Linked DNA regions of Hordeum vulgare: regions 2 and 3 are each linked to region 1. Evidence: chromatin contacts called from public Hi-C data. All regions are on one chromosome and are shown on one strand. Each heading gives the region's core, a stretch centred on a gene start, on an enhancer-like site or on the middle of the called end of the contact. The rest is flanking DNA. Distances are from core to core; before and after follow the strand shown.

Region 1 (2,931 bases), core at 312-2,811:
TAGGAGAAGAACAAAGAAGCACCCCATACCAGGACACTGATATGACCACCCCTTACCTCCTCCCCCCCCCCCCCCCCCCCACCACCCCTCTGATCGCGTGGCGCCTCCTCCTTCCCCAACACGATGAGAAAGAGAAGGAGGGAACGGGAGGAGGAGATGCAGACGAGGCGGCGACAACGCACACAGACCAGGCGGCAGCGGCGGCGGTGAACACATACGAGCAGTGACGGCGGCGCACGCAGACGAGCAGTGGCGGAGCACCCACGGGCGAGCAACGACGAAGGACGCAGGCGAGCAGTGGCAGAGCACACGCAAGCGAGCAGCAGCGGTGGACACGCTAGGCTAGCAGTGGCGGACGACACAAGCGAGCAGCGGCGAAGGACACACGTAGGCAAGCAACGGCGTAGGACGCATGCGAGCAGCGACGGTGGACACGCTAGGCTAGCAGCGGCGGACGACACAAGCGAGCAGCGGCGGAGGACACACGCAGGCAAGCAACGGCGTAGGACGCATGCGAGCAGCGACGGGGCACACGTGCAGGCGGTGCGGCGTGGAGAGAAGGGGAAAGGAAAGAGCCGGTCGGTTTCGTGTGGTCCGCTCGATTTCGAGAGACCGCACGAAACGTCATATCCAGGGAATATGTCGTTTCATGAAATCAAATGGTTTCGGTTCCTCTAACAATCCAAACACGTGAATGGAAATTCGAAACGGAACCGACCCTTACCGTTTCACTTGGTTCTGAAAACCAAACACACCCTTAATTCCTGGCGCCCCGTTTCAGCATGCCAACGAAAACCACGCGCGTCACGCTCACGATACCTCACGGCCACGCGACGCGACGGAAGCAACGGAGGCAGCACTCCATCACCCGTCGCCATCCCACCTGCGCACGGCTTCATTCGTCACGCCCCTCGGCCCTCCCCCGCACCGCACACGCTGACACACACCCTCTGGATTCCACAATCTTCTCAGTGCTTTGGCCGAACCCGCCGATAATGCTCGCCAGGACGAGGTCCCTCGCGTTTTCTTCTTCTTCCTGGACTGCCCCAGGGTTGTCCACACGAGAGCCACCGTCGTCCCACCTTTGCTCCAAAGAAAAATGATATACAAACTTGCAGCCCATCGTTTCTATTTCTCCACTCCACGGCAGCATCAAAGTTCCAACTTTGCTACCCGCAACAAATAAAAAGTTCCAACTTTGCTTGAGGGAAATCTGCCTTGCGCCTTCGTGTCCAATATGTGCACCCTCATACGCGAACTCATGCAGGTGAGACGGTAAGGCACGATTAGCACAGGCACAATCCAGCAGTACGTGCCGGCAGAACGAGGGCATCGACCAACGCATGATGACACGTCCATGTGCGTGCACCGGATGCATCCGTATTATAGGCTTAACCCAAAGAAAGGAAGTCCGACCGAGGTTTGCCGTAAACTAAATTAAACCCAAGGAAAGATACTTGCGCTGTGTGGGCCCCAGGTGGTTAAGCAAACCAGGGGCCCTGCGCCTGGGTTCTGCCACTCTCCCGGGCCTATATAACCAGCGCCTCTCCCCCTCCTCCATTTCACCCGTCCAACTAGTATCATCCAAGGAGTGTGGAAGGCCACAAGCTGCCTGCAATTTCTACCTAGCTTAGGTGTAGTTTGTTTGTTTGAGCCAGGATGTTGGCGGTGTTCAGCGGCGAGGTGGTGGAGGTGCCGGCGGAGCTGGTGGCGGCCGGCAGCCGGACGCCGTCGCCCAAGACGCGGGCGTCGGAGCTGGTGAAACGCTTCCTCGCCGGCGCCGACCCGGCCGTGTCCGTGGAGCTGGGATCGCTGGGCAACCTCGCCTACTCCCACGTCAAAGAGTCCCTCCTCCTCCCAAGGTATAATACCTGCTGCGTCTTTGTGGCTTAATCGACTCTTCTCTTCCTTGAACACCTGCAGGATCCATGGATTCGAGACCGATTGATCTCCGTGCATGCATAGATCTTTTATGGAAGGGAACGAAACGGACGGTTGATTGTATACGTAGATCGTTTGTTCCGCTCTGCCTTAGAAGCGCTCTGCTTTTGTTCTTTAGTTAGTGATGAAGCTTCGTGATGGTGAGGTTAGCTGGTAGCCATGGTCCAGGTGCTACGGTACAGTGTCCAAAACGTTACCGGCATACATACACCTGCCATGCCTCTCGCATGTTGTGGGTGACTTTTAGTGCCCGCCTGAATGGCTAGATGATAAGGTGGGCTCCACTAGTCAGTAGTCACAATCATATCATCTTATCATCACACAACCTCACACGGCAGTATATATTATGAGACAGAGGAGTAGCTAATAAGCACCATGGCTTTCGGTAATTTTCATATGGGACACATCCTGTGATATCTACTATAATCCGACAATTTCCTGTCCTTAGTACAAGGGCGTGTTGCTTTCCGAAGACTAAAGCATGCAATAATGTAACCTTGGCAGTCCATTCCATTAGGTGATGGACCTAGCCACCAACCCAGTTTCCTCTGTTTATCGCTTGTATCTCACTGGCCTAGTTCTGCGGCTCGTGATTGCGACGGAGATTTATCCGTCGAGGAAACATATTGCTCGCCACAAAAACTAGTTTCTGGCCGCGCGCGTTTCGAATACACGATTATTTTTGCTCGGATATTTCGGATGTTGTGACAATTGACCCTTTCAGCATAAAATTCCTGCCTCCCGGTTGGGGCCCTGGCCCCTGGGATATTTTCGATTTTGTTTATCTACCCTACGTGTAATGGTAGGTGGAAGTGTAAGGAAAAATCAATAAGAAAGAAAATACGTCAATTGCTATGTTGGCATAGAAACTGTCACGTATGCTGACGAAAAAAACGCCACCACATCTTTGGCAACTTGCAGGTCAACATCGTGCCACCTTCCAAAGGCGTGGTGTCCATTAATTTGACTTTGACAACAAACGGGCTTCGT
Region 2 (2,931 bases), core at 206-2,705, 740 kb before region 1:
GCTAACTCCGAGCATTGGAGATTCAATCAGAGCAAAGTGTGAAAAGGTGAGTTCCCAATCGTACTGTGCAGTGCACAGTACCAATTCCTAAGGTGAATCGGTCGTCCGCAGCGCCATGTTTGAATAATCTAATGTTAAGTAGGGTTCAGATTATAAAATGCGCACCCATCTCACTAGTCAGAACTACTGCTGCAATTTTAATCCCCATTATGTACAAAATGCAACATGTTGATCGCTAGATTGCATCACGTTTATTTAACAAACCATCGCCATCCTATTATCTTCTTTTTGACAAGTTAGCCCAAGAAACTACAAACTGCAAAGCCAACCTATCCACGTGACCAAGGACCCGTAATGGATTGGAACTTGTGAATACAAATGCGAATTTGCATTCATCTCACCATCGAGCGCCATGTTAAAATTCATGACAGATAAAGAATTTAAGGTTCTCGTGACTGGATTCAAGTCGATTCTTAAAAAATGGAGGGGTACTAGTAACAACTGCACAAGCAAGAAGTAGTGAAGTCCAACCAACCTGGGTAGATCGCAGCGCGACGGCTGCCACCGCCATTTGACATAGGAAGCGTCCGGCCGGCCGTTTTCCGAGCACCGGAACCCGACGTCTAAGAAGGGGCAGTCCTTGGACTCGTAGAGCGGGTAGGTGTCATCCCACATCCAGCTCCCGTTGAACAGGTCGCACTCCTCCCCTACCACCATCGCCGCCGCCGCATGGGCGCCGCGCCCCCTCTCCGCCGACGGCGACGGCGACGTCTCGGCCGCGATGGAGACCCCGCCGCTCCAGAGCTTCCTGGGCGCCGCGAGCGCGTAGTCGAGGGCGGCGGAGCAGCGGAGCGACGCGGCGCAGACGAGCAGCAGGAGCGCGGCGGTGGCCGTGGCCATCACGGCGAGCCCCACCATCCCGGCCTTCTCCAGCGGCCTCTTCATCACCCGCCGCGCCAGCCGCTTCGTCGGCGACCCCACCATCGCCCCTCCCCTCCCCACCCTCGTGATTCGTGAAGCAAGGAGAAAAGAGACCAACAGCACAGGCAAGAGATCTCCTCCTCCTCGGCCGGCCGCGCAGCAGGCTAGCTAATCACGACTCGCGAGCCCCCGCGGCTCTGGCTTCAATTAAAGGAGTGGGAAGTTGGAGGAAAGTAGTGGGGGAGGAGGGAGTTGCAGAGAGGCCGAAGTTTATGAGACGGGACGGGGATGTGGACGAGCGGGGGAAGGAAGCAGCAAGCGAATCATCTCCGTCTCTCTGCTGGGTTTTGATTTGGGGGAAAGCGATGCGTGTGGGGAGTATTTGGCATGTACTACGACGGCTAGTTCCAAAGTACTCCGTTCGCTCGCCATGATGAGCCATTACGGCATTACGGGTTAAGTGTTGGTGTGGGTGAGGGGCCGTGGAAAGAGGGGCAAGGTAGAAGTGGAGGCGGGGGAGAAGGCTGGATGGGAAGCCTGCAGATCCGGACGTGCCGGCTAGGATAGGTAGGAGTAATGAGTTGGTAATCCACAATCAAATTTTATCGCTCTCATTTGCTCCCCGTATCTGGTTTATAGGCCATGTGTGGTTTTTTAGCCCTCAATTTGATCAACGAAGCATGTGTTACTTATATGTCACCAATAACATATTACTTACTCCGTTTTGTAATATAAAAACATTTTTTACATTATGGGACAGAGTGGGTACTAGTCTCACTTTGGAATGTCGTTTTTTCCATGTAGTCAAAAATGGCTCCTTGGCATTATTGAAATATGTTGCCCATTTCTCATCATGAGTTCACATTTCTCGATTGATTGACTGAAACATAGATTCAATATTGTATCAGCTTTAGGAGGTTTCGAGTTCAAGGCTAAAAATAGTAACAACATACACAAACCTCCCGTCTAAAGCCTAAGACAATCTAAATATGAGAGGAATTGTTCAAAATATATTGCCTGCAGTGAGACTAGCTCACTTGGCTGTGGAGTGAATGTACAACCTAGCCACCCAGGTTCAAGTCCCTCCATTAGCTCGGACTTTTAGATGAATTAGTTGGAGCATGAATTCAATAGGCCACGCACGCCAAGATCACACGGTCGCTGCTAGGGGGTCTCTCATGGGGCACAAATTGGATTGACAACACGCACATGCACGTAGATATCGGCCATGTGCTTCTCGGTGAGGGCTCTCAAGGACCTCGTCGGATACGGGTATGACATAGCTGGCTACGACGTCATCAATGAAGACAACGAAGCAAATTGACGGGTGTAGGGAGGGAGGGCTTTTAGTTTTGATCACCACTCGTATTATGCAGACAGCCGAGCTCAAGACGGGAAGCCGTGTCGTCACCAATAAGGGCTCACAAGTGTTAGGAAATGCAGTAGAAAACAGGAAAAAAATGTGCCCTACGAATCAAGTTTTTAGGGCCACTATGAAGATGCATAAGGCTTCCTGATTGCTACCAAATTCGAGTTGCAACGGAAGAAGAGTTGGTGAAGACCACGAAGTCCCACGAACAATTCCCTCGAACAAGAATTGAATGTATGATCCCTCTACTGATTGCACGCATAGGACACATGTGTTCCAATAGCGCTTCGCCACCGAAAGCTCGATGATGCCGATGTAAAAGAGGAGGGATGAGAAGCCATTTAGGGAGGGATAACTTTGTTGTAGAATGAGAAAGAAGGGTGATCCTTTGCGCAGAAAATTGTGTGCAAAGAGGGCCTCCCCCTTTGGGAATATATAGGTCGAGGGGAGGGCATCCACCTTTGAGGAGGGGATCCTTCCCATATGGGGCGACGCACCAAAGGCGTGGGGCTCCCCATACCCTAGTCGCACCCCTTAGCTTAGGGGGACAAGGCTTGGGGTGGCGCTCAGCTTAATGGGCCCAAAGGCCCATGTGGATGCCACCTATAGACCTTCACTATTTCACGAATGCCTAGGAGTGG
Region 3 (2,931 bases), core at 322-2,821, 610 kb before region 1:
CATGAACTCCTCCCCAGCGATCTCTCTGAAACCAAACACTCTTATGCTGGTCCTCCTACTCGCTTGCCTGCCAATTAAGAAAACATAGGACCTTTAGATCAGCTCAGGATCATATATAAATAAGTGAGCAGCCATTGACTTGTGCATGTCTACTAAGAAAAAAAGAAGAAAAAATAATAAATTGATGAAGGTCCAATGGTTGGGCTATTTTCCATTAAACCACAGATAAGTAAGTATACTTGGGGAATCAAGACATTTAGCAGCTTCTAGTCCATACAATAGCAACATCCAGCAGTTTGAAATCTCTCCCTCAACATTATCTACCACGTAGTAAGCAAAGCAAACTACATATCCCAAAAAAATGTGTTTCTCTTGAATAATTTCCCTCTTGTTCTCTCTGGAGATAGCCTACAGTAGAGGCACCGCAATTTATTCAGAGATAGGATGCATGGGCACTGCAATGTTTCCTCCATCTGAATCTTTTTTCAGAGATTGCCTGAAGCGGCACGGCACCGCAATGTTACCTATTCCTGAATCTTTCCCCTCTAAATCGATTGCAAGAAGCAGGCACGATCCCCTTTCTCTTCCATCTCAACCAAGATCCAACACCTCGCCAATGACGCCTTGCCTCCTAGCCTTCTTGCGCGGAGCCGCGTCCCCAGCGATGGTGACAGAAGAGCATCTCATTGACACCCTAGGCTTGAGACAATCGTTGAGCCGTGCAACAGATCAATAAATGAAGGAGGCGGGGAGGTCGTATCTGAGCGTGGAGGAGGCTGGGGTGGCCGGGGTCACCGGCAACGGCCCGACGCCATGCTGCCGAGTTAGAGCCCCGGCGAGGCCATGCCGGCCGCCAGGTGTGCGGGCGGTCGAGCGGCCGCGGCGACGGGGACGGCGGGCGGGGCTGCGCGGGGTGGACGCGGGCGTCGTGCTACCAGAGCGCCGGCTCGGAGGCGGAGCGCATGAGAGCCCCCTTCCCCTCCTGGGCCCGCTTTCCGCGTCCGCGACACTTGCCGCAGCTGCACCGGCAGCCGGAGCCTCTGTCCGGCGCTGCCCCCGCCCCGGCGTGACGGCGGGGAGGGCCCGTCGACGACGCGCGGGCGACTCTTCCTCCTCCCCTGCTGCGTCTTCTCTCTTCTCTGGCTAGCCAGAAGATGCTTTCCCCTTCCACCTTCTTTGTCACTCGATAAGATCACAGAGAGGACAGGGCCGAGCACCAACATGGGGCCAATGAGGGGGGCGGCCAGCGGCGTGGGCTGGTGGTGGCCCGGCAGTGGGGCACCGACGGGGCGGCGCGACCTCAGCCCCGATCCGATCTGGATCGAGAGGGGAGGGGGGAGGGAGCGGTTGGTGGCTGAGGGGGCGCGAGTGGGAGGCTCGGTGACGGGTTTTTTTTTTGTTCGGGGACGAGGTGGGATCGCTGGGAGGTCGAACCATCGGTAGGTTGAACCATCACGATGTTCGATTCCCCTTTAATAGTAGAGATATGGTACGCCATTGGCGTACTCTCGAAAAAAAAAACATACAACGGCCCACCTCGCGTTTTAACCCAAAATTTGGGCCGGTCCGCTCGTCCACGCGTGTTGCATGTCCATCTTCTCCGTAGAACGGGACCCACCACCAGTAAGTTCGGCATCGGCCACTCCGCCTGCCTGGTGGTGGGCTTCGCCCAACGCGTTGGGCGTCGGCGTCCGTGCCGATCCCACTCACTGTCGGCCATCTCCACCGAAATCCCCCACCTCCCCTCCTCGCGCCCGCCATTACTTCACCGCCGTCGCCGCGCGGGTGCATCGGCAGCTAGCGCATGGCATGGCCTCCCTCCCACACACCGCCGCCGCCTGCGCCTCCGTCAGAGCCGACCCCGCGCCGGGTCTCCTCAACTACGCGGCCGTCCACTCCTGCCTCCTTCGCGCCGACCGCCGCCTCTCCCTCCCCATCCTCGCGCTCCTCCTCCTCCTCCACTTCCGGTTTCTCGCCGTGGCCGCGGGGACCCACTTCTCCCCGGCAGTATCCCGCCTCGCGTCCCGCCTCCGTCTCTCCCCGTCCATGGCCGCCGTTACGCTCCTCGCGCTCGGAAATGGCGCCCCCGATGCGTTCGCTTCCGCCGCCGCGCTACGCGGCGAGGGCGGGCTGCCCCGGGCCGGGCTGGCCGCCATCCTCTCCGCGGGTGCCTTCGTTTCCGCGTTCGTCGTTGGCGCCGTCTCCCTTATCGCCGCGCCCTTCGCTGTCCCGCCGGCTTCATTCACGCGCGACGTCTTCTTATACCTCCTCGCCGCGTCGGCGCTTTTCTACATCTACCTCAGCGCCGAGATATTCCTGTGGCAGGCCGTCGGACTCGTCCTCTTCTATGTCTTCTTCGTCGGCTTAGTGTTTTATATGGATTTGGGTTCGGTGGGAAAGGCAATCAGCTCTATCGAGCTGGAGATGGCGAATGGCATGGACCGCGCGGCGATGGACTTGCCAGTCTCAGTGGAGCATCGGAAGCAACGCAAAGCTAGTTTGTGGACGGTGCTCACCAAGGTATGAACGAAGCAATATTTTATTGCTCTATTGAATATGTCTTGAAATCTGAGTAGATTGAGACATCATTTCAGTAATTCTAGGCAATGTGTCTTTTTGGTAGCTGTGTCTTCGACAAGAAAATACTCATTTAAACTGTTGAATACTTGTTTTGTTTATTTGCAACTGTTGTTAGTGGGGTGGGTTGACTTTATCCTTTTGGTGGATTACCTTAATAAGCGTTTTCTCTGAACTGAGATTCTCGAGAAGAAAGATATTAAGCACTTGGAAAGGTATTTAATCTGCTAGTTGTCCAGAAAAGTTTTCATATTATAGCATGTAGACATGTAGTTCACTTGTAGTTTAAGATGTTGCATTCTATTTGATTTTTGTCATATTGATAGGGGCAGCAAGTCTAGCACATAGTGCCTT

Evidence for each region. A called contact is a pair of places that touch in the nucleus more often than the background predicts.
Region 2: a contact with region 1 is called in a Hi-C map of seedling, with 4 times the contacts expected there. The contact joins the promoter of LOC123396657 here to the promoter of LOC123453194 in region 1. A contact is called at or near these places in 2 of 6 Hi-C or Micro-C datasets (leaf and seedling).
Region 3: a Hi-C map of leaf shows a contact between it and region 1, with 2.6 times the contacts expected there. The contact joins the promoter of LOC123397557 here to the promoter of LOC123453194 in region 1. A contact is called at or near these places in 4 of 6 Hi-C or Micro-C datasets (leaf and seedling) and 1 of 1 datasets of contacts at active chromatin or transcription factors (embryo).

The regions. Positions count from the first base shown.
Region 1 is chr5H:278,379,792-278,382,722 of MorexV3_pseudomolecules_assembly, reverse strand. LOC123453194 (stem-specific protein TSJT1) reads left to right here and starts at 1,561. Exons shown (of 4, transcript XM_045129971.1): 1 at 1,561-1,862. The coding sequence starts at 1,660.
Region 2 is chr5H:279,123,287-279,126,217 of MorexV3_pseudomolecules_assembly, reverse strand. LOC123396657 (protein trichome birefringence-like 10) reads right to left here and starts at 1,455. Exons shown (of 4, transcript XM_045091529.1): 1 at 536-1,455. The coding sequence starts at 984.
Region 3 is chr5H:278,992,088-278,995,018 of MorexV3_pseudomolecules_assembly, reverse strand. LOC123397557 (cation/calcium exchanger 5) reads left to right here and starts at 1,571. Exons shown (of 2, transcript XM_045092090.1): 1 at 1,571-2,520. The coding sequence starts at 1,588.